3 separate regions of the Hordeum vulgare genome follow, and regions 1 and 2 are each linked to region 3. The links are chromatin contacts, called in public Hi-C maps. All regions are on one chromosome and are shown on one strand. The core of a region is the stretch at or near the end of the contact, and the rest is flanking DNA. Distances in the headings are between cores, read along the strand shown. Region 1 holds the start of LOC123409481 (receptor-like protein EIX2). Region 2 holds the start of LOC123430641 (heterogeneous nuclear ribonucleoprotein 1-like). Region 3 holds the start of LOC123430630 (protein NRT1/ PTR FAMILY 5.2-like).

Region 1 (3,292 bases), core at 535-3,034, 920 kb after region 3:
GAAGTATTGAAAAACTTTACATAGTTTGGAAGTTAGACCTTTTTATAAGACTCTCTTTCAATTTCAAAAAAGAGGACGTTTGAAACTTTTAACAGGCGTAATCGTGAGTCAACATGCTAGAACTAGATAAGGAAGTTTTCTATAACCTTAATAAAAAGGATAAAAAGGTAGTTTTAGTTTATGACTCCGATCAAGAGCGAGAAATCCTTGATTTGGGATTGGACAGGTCTATGGTCGGTCCGTGACCCCTGGACGCCAAAGGCGTCCTTGGGGTGATCTCGTAGTTCCTACGGGGTGGAGACAATGGGGTCGGTCCATGGATTTTCCTTCCTTTTGCTACATTTCGCTCAAAGGGTTGAAGGGAGATAGTGCATCAAGTTATTCGCAAGGGCCAACTTGATCCTCTTCCCCAGGGATCCCAGATGAGGGAAGCCTAGGAGAGCCGCCGACTCCAACTATCGTCCATGTACGAGGCATATAAGCTACTAATACGTTTTTTCCTAAAGCAAGTTCCCCCCCAACTGTAGCAGCTCCTTCTGCTAAAATTTGTCCTTTTTAATGGATTTACCCCGTGGAACCCGAGGTTTTTGGTGCATACAAGTATTTTTGTTAGAGCGACGGTGGTTAACTAAGTCGATGGTTCTCTTTCTTAGTTCCATCTCTACTCCAAAACTGGACATGAGAGTTTCTTCTCATCTAGCTCCTCGCGAATTCATTTATGATAGAGGTATTTATTCATATAGTGACTGTTTCTTAGTTAGGATCTCGACAATACGAAGCAATAGGTTGGTTATTAGTATTAGTTAATTTTCTATAATTACTAAGTTTTTTTCTTTAAAAAAGAAAAAAAAAATAACGAGGCAACATATTCATTCTAAATATCTATGAAAAAGATATGTTTCTTTCTCTTGTTTGGGAGAGCTTTTGTTTCCATTCAAGAGTTTCTATCTATTTTCACGCCCTTTTCTTGAGACCTCGAAACATGAGGACAAATCGAAATCGATTTTGAAAAGAACTACTAATCCTTAACTTTTCGAGGAATCCTTTATCAGTGGTTGTGAATGACTGACTTGTCATTTATAGTCTATCTCTTTCTATATATGGAAAGTCAAGAAATTCTCATCGAAACATCGAGAAATTGTGCATATAGAAAACTCTAAAGAAAGAAAAAATGGTTGCTAATACCCCGTAGGCTGAGGAGCAAAAGGAGAAATCCGTCCAAGGAGGGGCTCGCGTCTGATTAGCTAGTTGGTGAGGCAATAGCTTACCAAGGCGATGATCAGTAGCTGGTCCGAGAGGATGATCAACCACACTGTGACTGAGACACGGCCCAGACTCCTACGGGAGGCAGCAGTGGGGAATTTTCCGCAATGGGCGAAAGCCTGCGCAAATGGTTATCCATTAAGCGGAGGAAATAGTAATAAAAAGAAAAAGGCTTATGCTCTTTTATCTTAGAAGTACGGACTAACACTAGTTACTTGCTCTGGCGAAACCAAAACGATCGAACGAGAAGCTGGGCCAACGAGCGAGAGTCAGCAGGGAGGATTGTTCGGCCGGCCCAAAATGCGGATACACATGTGCGCCAGATCGCCAGTTCGGCGCTTGAGGCGCCGAATAGGAGGTCAGCGAGCGTACGGCAACAAAGCAAAGCATCAGCGTCTCGTCGTCGCTACCTGCACTGACTATCCCGAATCTTACTTTCCCGTCAGTCAGTCCACTGGTAATGCCGTGTGAAAAACGCATGCCGCGCTTCAGAATTCCACGGCGTCGATGTCACCCAGTCTCCGTCGTCGACGTTTCGCTGCCGGTCGGCCCGGTCCTGCCACAGCCACGACATACAAGTGGGCGCTGCGCAAACCAAAGAACTCGCTGCCAGACCTCTCCACTGGAAAGTCGAAACTCGAGCCATGGCAGGACACGCCCAAGCTTCAACAACACCTCTGCTGTGCCTCTCCCTCTGCCTCCTGCTGCTACCCTCTGCCCAGCGGGCGACGGGCATGTACCTCGACGCCGACGGAAACCACGAGACCTTCTCCGGCGGCACCGTGCCCGAGAGCTTCAGCGTGCGGAGCCGCAACTCCTCCAACAGCTCCGGCGCCGGCGCGGCCTTCTGCAGGCTCCTCTCCCTCCAGATCCTCGACCTCTCCAACAACCAGCTCACGGGCGAGCTCCCCGACTGCTGGTGGAATCTGCAGGCTCTGCAGTTCATGGACCTCTCCAACAACTCCTTCTCGGGCCAAATCCCCGCTGCCAAGGCAAGTCACAACTGCTCCATCGAGTCGCTCCATCTCGCCGGCAATAGCTTCACCGGCCTCTTCCCGCCGGTCGTGGAGGGTTGCGATTCGCTCGGCACCCTCGACATCGGGAGTAACAGGTTCTTCGGCGCCATCCCTCCATGGATCGGGACCAAGGTTCCGTCGTTGAGAATCCTTAGCCTTAGATCAAACGATTTCACAGGAGAAATCCCTTCGGAGTTGTCGCGGCTCTCAAAACTCCAGCTGCTCGACCTTGCCAACAACAGGCTGACAGGAGCAATTCCCGTAGCATTCGGCAACCTGGCCTCCATGAGGAATCCAGAAATCGTGTCGAGTGCGGCATCATCGCTGGATGGGTCGAATTATCAGGATAGAATCGATATAATCTGGAAGGGCCAGGAGCTCATTTTCCAAAGAACGATCCGGTTGCTGACCGGTATCGATCTGTCAGGCAATATGTTGTCTCAGTGCATCCCTGAAGTATTAACCAAACTGCAGGGCCTCCGATTTCTGAACCTGTCAAGAAATCATCTGTCATGCGGCATCCCTCAAGATATTGGCAGTTTGAAGAATCTCGAATTTCTTGATATATCATGGAATGAGCTTTCAGGACACATTCCACAGAGCATCTCGATCTTGTCGACGCTCAGCATATTCAACATCTCGAACAATCATTTGTCAGGCAAGATACCTACTGGGAGCCAGATGCAGACATTGACCGACCCTTCGTTTTACCGAAACAATTCCGGCCTTTGCGGATTTCCTCTAGAGGATTGTCCAAATACTTCGCCTGCTTCGGATGAGAAAACTAGTGAGGGGGAGGACCAGTGGCTGTACTACTGTGTGACTGCTGGGGTTGTTTTTGGATTTTGGCTATGGTTTGGGCTGCTCTTTTCGATTGAGACGTGGAGATCTGCTGTTCTCTTCTCTGTCGATGGCATGCAATCCAAGGTTATGCAGAAGGTGTCACATCTTGACCAGTTTATTTCAAAAAGCAATAATGATCGATATACGTAGACTGTAGTTGTTTCTTTCTT
Region 2 (3,443 bases), core at 321-2,820, 570 kb before region 3:
TGACTGAACCACCAAATCCTCCGCCTTGTGAAGGATCAGCCCACGCATTTGGATATCCAGAGTTTCCATTCCCACTTCCATATCCAGCAGCACCATACCCAGAGGCTGCCCCAGTAGCAGGATTTCCAGCACCATCTCCCCGGCCCCCATAAGCCCCATACCCTCCATGATTGCCATATGATGCATCTCCTCCATATCCACCATAACCATAGCCCTGGTTTCCATAACCTGCAGCTGCACCAGGTGCCTGACTAGTGGGTGCATTCCCACCAGCAGAAGAGCTATTCCATGCACCATAGCCTGCATTGCCAGCATAACCCCCAGTGCCATAACCAGACGGAGCTTGACTGCCCCAGGGTCCTCTGTTAGCGCCTGGAGGGCCACCCTGGTAACCAGAAGCAGCGGCACTTGGATTGCCATAAGCCCCAGCATACGCAGCAGGAACACCTCCATACCCTGCAGACCCATAGTTTCCATATGTAGTTCCAGGATTGGTGTGCCCATATCCATATCCAGTTGGAGCACTGCCATAAGCTCCAGCACCATAACCTGGGTAGCCACCACTGCCTTGTTGCGCCTGCCCATATCTGCCAGCATCGCCTCTGCCATCATAGCTGCTAGCATTGGAGTTAGGCCCATTGTTGCTATGAAAACCCCCGCCTCCCATGGAACGTCCGCCACCGCCAGAGCCAGGATTCGCCTCTCGGGGCAGAGCACGCTTGACCTCTACCATCTTCCCTCCAAGATCATGGAAGGTCTTGTGCAGCACACGGTCAACTGCATCCTCTGAGTCAAAGGTAATGAAGCCGAAACCCCTGGGGCGCTGTGTTGTCTGGTCATACATCACCACAACATCGGTGACAGCCCCGAAGGTCTGGAAGTACTGCCGGAACTCCTCATCTGTCAGACTGGAGGGCAGCCCGCCCACAAAGATCTTCTTTGTCCTGGCACCGCCGGCATCACCGCCGCCGCCACCACCACCTCCGCCTCCGGCGTTCCTTCCTGCGCTAGGGTTCACCGCCTTGGTAGCCTGCTGCTCCTCCCGCGAGAGCGCCCGCTTCACATCGACCTGAGACAACAAAACCACAACCCACGCTTGAGCAAACAAGCGCAACCCTATGCCGCTGCAGCGGGGTAGATCGGAACGCGACCGAAGCGAATATTCGACGCGAATATCCCGCTAGGGTTTGGGCGGGGCGAAGAGACCAGGCGAGGGGGAGAGTAGGTACCGTGCGGCCGTCGAGGGTGTGGGGCTCCTGGAGGGCGGCATCGACGGAAGCGGGGTCGGCGTAGACTACGAAGCCGAAGCCCCGCGGGCGGCCGGTGAGCTTGTCGCGCATGACGGCCGCCTGTGAGACCTCGCCGAAGTTGGAGAAGTGCTCCTGCAGCTTCTCCTCCGTGGTCTCCCAGGAGATGCCGCCGATGAAGAGCTTGCCCTGATCCGACTCCATCTCCGCCGCCTCCTTGCGCCGCTCCTCGGAATCTCTCGCGCTGGGGTGCGGGGCGGGAGGGGGGCGATGGAGGGAGAGAGAGAGAAGAGGGAGAGAGGGGAATTGGGGGATTTCGGCTTCGGGAGGGGGTGGAGGGGGGCTTTGGGATATTTTAGGGCGCGTGCGGGGTGCGGGGGGGCACGGGGAATCGGTGGGCGTAGTACTGTAGTAGGGTTTCTCATAATAGTAATATATCTTTTTTTCTTTTTGAGGGGTAGTAGTTTTCTTTTTTTAGGAAATTAAGGGGTAGTAGTAGTATAACTCATGGGGGCTTTCAGGAGTTCTTTTTCTCGTAGAAGGGCTTTTGGGAGCACAAACATTGGTGATTATAGGTTCAAGAGTTCGAGCCGGTCGAACCCAAAAAAAAAAAAAGTCGAGCGGGTCCATCACGGGAGCGACTATGAGGCAATAGGAGGCGATCGCGAGGCGGTTGCGCTGCTACGCTAGGGTTAGGGTTTCTTGCTCGGGGTGTTGAGGATCCGACGGTGCCTAAGGGTGCGACGGCGCATCCTTGGTTGCGGGCCGGTGGTGCTGCCCACTTCTAGCGACGAAGTCGATGGCGGAGAGAGCAAAAGGATCGACCGCGAAGGCGAAGAACCCAAAGGAGATGACGACGGCGGCTACCCCGCCCGCTCGTCGGGTGGGGGCTCAACTAGCGGGGGGTCTTTCAAGTCCCCTGTGGAGAGCAAAACTCCGGATCCGGCTGCAAATCTCTATGCGAGATTGGGGGGCTTGATGCTGCTGGACAAGGAAGCAGATGCGCTAGTCTTTGAGGAACCTCTACAAGTGAAGCCAGTGCCATCTAGGTGGTCTGTTGTGGGAAAGGTATGCTCTTCTCGGCCACTCAAGAGGTTTGTGTTGGAAAGGACGATGCATAGAGCCTAGGGTCTGCACAAGGAAGCTCGATTCTGTGATATGGGCTCAAACATCTTTAAAGTTCACTTCGGCTCACAAGGAGATTGGGAACATGTTATGAATAATGGGCCATGGCAATACGATTTCAGTATGCTCGTCATGAAGGAATTTGAAGGGAATGTAAGGCCATTGGAGATGATCTTTGACACTGTCGACATTTGGGTCCAGGTAACTGATCTACTCCCGGACAAGCGAACAGCGGCATTCGGGAATGCCCTAGGCAACTCGCTTGGGGAGGTGGTGAAGGTGGATGTGACAAGGATGGTGTGGTGGCCGGATCGCATCTGAGGGTTAGAGCTAAGATTCTTGTTGAAAGGACGTGGATGTCGCCTAGAGGGGGTGAATAGGCTCTTTAAAATAATTGTGATTTAGACTTGAACACTTGCGGAATAAAACTAACGTTTAATTTGTCAAGCACAAAACCTAAAACAACTAGGCTCACCTATGTGCACCAACAACTTATGCTAAGCAAGATAAACAACTAAGTGATAGCAAGATATATGACAAGAAACAATATGGCTATCACAAAGTAAAGTGCATAAGTAAAGGGTTCGGGTAAGAGATAACCGAGGCATGCGGAGATGACGATGTATCCCGAAGTTCACACCCTTGCGGATGCTAATATCCGTTTGGAGCGGTGTGGAGGCACAATGCTCCCCGGGATGCCACTAAGGCCACCGTAATCTCCTCACGCCCTCGCACAATGTAAGATGTCGTAATTCCACTAAGGGACCCTTTAGGGTGATCACCGAACCCGCACAAATAAGGTTGGGGCAATGTCCACAACTTAATTGGAGGCTTCCAACAACACCATGAAGCTTCACCACAATGGCATATGGCTTCGAGGTGACCACAAATGCTCGGAGCAATCTCCCTAACTTAATTGGAGACCCCGATGCTTGCCCGGAGCTTTACACCACAATGATTGAGCTCCGAGGCACCACCAAGCTTCTAGGACCCCAAAGCATCCACGAAGAACAATCTCTAGGGTACAAAGTACCAAAGGGTAATAAGATTCTCAACTTCTCACTTCCACAT
Region 3 (3,647 bases), core at 493-2,992:
TCTTCCATACGAAGTTCATGGTGTGAAGTGTGAACCGGCTTCAGGAATAAAACAAAGGAAAATGGACTGTTGTCGAATGTTGACCTCCGAAAGGGACCGGAACACTTGTAATCATCCAGCCAGTTTTGGCCGATGTAAATTGGATATTATGTGCGAGCTTATCGTTCTTACCATGAGCAATTATAAATATAGCAAGTACAGCTCGTTCTCTCAGAAAATCACAAGTGGGTTCGTGATTGTTGATTAGTACACACGGTTAATTCCAAAACATGTGTTCCACTAGCAGCAGACAAGCCGGCTATGCTTAACAAGGCCGCAATTCAGTTCTCTCTCTCCATAGATCCTAGTTTCACACACCTCTCACATGTTATCATGTGTTACTATATACACAGTACTATCTTATCAAATTAGTACGTTTCTATATTATATCTATGGTTTTTCAAAGCGGGCAATATGATTGCACGTGACTACTACATAGATTTTTAGTATATTTTGAAAATACCTTCGTATTTATACATAGAAAATAATATACTGAAAATTAGTACATACTAGTACCATGAAAGTCAAATATATTATAATACATACTCTTCGATATACGCCCTCAGTTTACTATTGTAAGATGTTTATTAATTTCATCCTCTATATAGTCCATATTTAAAATATCCAAAATATCTTATGTTTGTGAACGGAGAGAGTAACAGAGACTACATACAACATACATAACACAAACGATTGTAACAATCCCCGATGATAGAAAATTTTAAAACGAACATGGGCTAAACAAGTAGTACTGTTTATTTTTATTTTTATTTTTATTTTAGAAGAGCCAAACAAGTACTGCTAATACTCATGTTTTTTGCTCCCCAAACTCTGGTTTGGCCGATGGCAAAACCAAGTCGTTGCTTCTGTGTTCGGCCTAAACACATTTCTGCCACTGTTTATGATGGCAAAATCTTGAACTAAACAAATACTGCTAATATCCTAAACTGACTTGTATCACCGCAACCTAGGACTCTAAGGGTAGTAATATATGCACAGTGCCCATTCATTGTCTCCTTGGTTTTGTAACAACCGCCGGTTTATAGCAAATTTATTGTGATCGGGTTTGTCTTGCTTGTCAATTCGCTAGTACTGCATCCATTACTGAAGACGGCAGCCGTATGTCCACAGAGCGCGTGGGTGCCAATACTGGGATGGGATGGCCAGTTCCTGCCCTTCAGCTATCGCCAATCCGATCGTAACCAAACAATTTCATGATTCCCTTGCCCATGCCATATCTATGCACGTGGCCAGCAGAGGAAAATAAACTCGCACGTACTTACTGCTCAACTAACATGAGCCTCCAAGATCACTATTTTATTTTTGGTTTAACAGAAGAAAAGAAAGGAATGGACGCCTGTGGAGGAGAAGCCATGGCTACGAGGCCGGAGCTTGAGAGAAGCACCCGAAGCAAACCGGAGAAGCACTTAGAGGTGGAGCAGATGGATTAAAGTATAAATACCTACGACGAAGGCGCAGGCTCTCCAGCCTCCTCGCTTTGACCGGAGGATGGGGTTGCCGTGGAGGTCTGTGGTGCCGTCCTGCGTGTACTCGCCGTCGCTGCCGCCGCCGCCGGCCTCCAGCCGGGTCGTCCCCGCCATGGACGCTCCCTGTGTCATGTGTGTATGGCAGGGAGGGAGGGAGGAAGGTGGGTGTGCACTGCAGGCAGGGCGCTGCTACTTCTCTTTCCGGGTGCCTGCGTGAGCTCCTGTGCTTGTCCATTTATAAGCCCGGTCTTCGCGGCCAGCGACTGTGCAAGTGGCGGTTTGGACTACGGGGAGTGCCAAAATGTCTGGACAGCGGGTTTTTGGACATCGCAACCAAAAACTAAAAAAGAAAACACGCCATTTGGGGGACTCCAAGAGCACCTGATTGCGTACTCAACATATTTCTTGGACGACTTGTTGCCTCGAGGTGGCTAAGTTAATCATAGTTGGTGGGCTTGCAATTATGTGCACTTACCATTGCACCCTCCACTTGCTAAACAAAATTAGTACTCGTACGGTGAAACGGGTGGAAACCAACCGTTAAATTTTTTCTATATATTTTTTGAAAAAACTGAGGCAAAAGATTTATCTTATATATTAATTAAAAAGGATAGTTTTTGGTAAGTGAAACCGGCCTTATATCTTAACCCATCAAATAAAAATACAACAAAATACTATTCTCACGGCATGAATGTGCACATGTGCTTCACTCCGGTAGTCGTCCACGTCTTGGCCACGTTCTGAATGAATGATCTTTGAAATATAAAATAACGGCGTCGATTTCTTTCAGAAGACCCTTATCGTTTCTCTTATTCCAAATGACCGAGCATACAAGCATGGTGAGAGAAGCCATGGCTTTTCTGTTCGATGTGTTTGACTTTGGCATGCTCGTCCACCATTGCTTGATGTCGCACTCTGACCTCCACGTGTGCATGTCCAACGCCACAAATCCAAGCCAAGCTTTTATCATTTGCCAAATGCGCATTGTGAACCGACATTTGAAGAGAAGGTGATCCGTTGTCTCATTTGCCCTCCTTCATAGTATGCATATCCCACAGTTCTTCCATCATCTCTTCTCTAGTCTATCCGCAGTTCAAATCCTGTTTTGAATTGCCAGCCACGAGATGAACTTGACCCTGGGGGTTCCCAAACCTTTCAAATGGTCTTGTTCATCTTAGTGGACATGGAGCCTAGGAATTGAGCCCTATAAGCGTAGTTCGCCGTGTATTCTCTGCTTGCCTCACATTTCCATGTGATGTCGTCATGGGTGTCCGGTTGTAGGTGTATGCCTTGGAGTCGCATCCATAGGTCAATGTACTCCACAACGTGCCCAATCGAAAGGTTGGTGGAGGTGTTAATCATGCCCACCCACACACGAACCAATTTTCCTGTCGGTATGCCGCAAATATGAGAGGGGCAATATTCTTTGGTCTTTTCCCTCCCAACCATGGGGCGTCCCAAAAAGGTGTCTTTCCTCCCCGCCCAAGGTGATGACAGGATGCATAGAAAAGGTTCCTATCCACCTCAATGCATGGGTTGTCAAGGCCAACCCATAGCTCAGACGGGTCTTTCCATGCCACCCATGGCCACCTCGCTCTAAGAGCCCTCACAAACTTTCCCTCTCTGGTATTTGCAATGCGAGCACATTGCTTCTTTCCGGCATTTTACATCATTGCGAGGGCGATCACTCACCGCTTTAGCCTACTTCGGAGGTCTCTTTCTGCCGTCGATAGGGGGCGTGTTTCATGGGCAGTGTCAAGGCGGAGGATGATGAAGAGAGCAGCATAAAGGTGAAGCTTTGACTTAGATAAAAGACCCTTGCCCCATCTGGACAGGAGCCACCCAGTGTGCTTTCGCTTGTAGATAGCCATGCGCAAGGTTCGACGTGTGTGCAAGGGTCCGCCCAAGCCCTGAGCGCTATTTCACGGAACCAAGGAAGGCCGGTCCAGAAGTTATTGAACTTGAATGCTCTCTATCGCTTTGGTCATGTAGCATAAGCTAGAAGGAGGGGGCAGTGATGGAGAGCGAGGACGATATGGCATGAAGCACACGCGAGACGAAATGCATGTCCTAATCCGCGTTGTAGAAGATTGAGTCAAGCTTGTGCAGGGTGGGGTTTTG

What was found. A called contact is a pair of places that touch in the nucleus more often than the background predicts.
Region 1: a Hi-C map of seedling shows a contact between it and region 3, with 4 times the contacts expected there. The contact joins the promoter of LOC123409481 here to the promoter of LOC123430630 in region 3. A contact is called at or near these places in 3 of 6 Hi-C or Micro-C datasets (leaf and seedling).
Region 2: a contact with region 3 is called in a Hi-C map of seedling, with 6 times the contacts expected there. The contact joins the promoter of LOC123430641 here to the promoter of LOC123430630 in region 3. A contact is called at or near these places in 1 of 6 Hi-C or Micro-C datasets (seedling) and 1 of 1 datasets of contacts at active chromatin or transcription factors (embryo).

What each region holds. Positions count from the first base shown.
Region 1 is chr1H:265,270,568-265,273,859 of MorexV3_pseudomolecules_assembly, reverse strand. LOC123409481 (receptor-like protein EIX2) reads left to right here and starts at 1,784. Exons shown (of 1, transcript XM_045102372.1): 1 at 1,784-3,292. The coding sequence starts at 1,908. The coding sequence ends at 3,272.
Region 2 is chr1H:266,760,970-266,764,412 of MorexV3_pseudomolecules_assembly, reverse strand. It overlaps LOC123430641 (heterogeneous nuclear ribonucleoprotein 1-like), which reads right to left and starts at 1,570. Exons shown (of 2, transcript XM_045114498.1): 1 at 1,230-1,570; 2 at 1-1,069. The coding sequence starts at 1,451.
Region 3 is chr1H:266,188,990-266,192,636 of MorexV3_pseudomolecules_assembly, reverse strand. LOC123430630 (protein NRT1/ PTR FAMILY 5.2-like) reads right to left here and starts at 1,742. Exons shown (of 4, transcript XM_045114488.1): 1 at 1,502-1,742. The coding sequence starts at 1,658.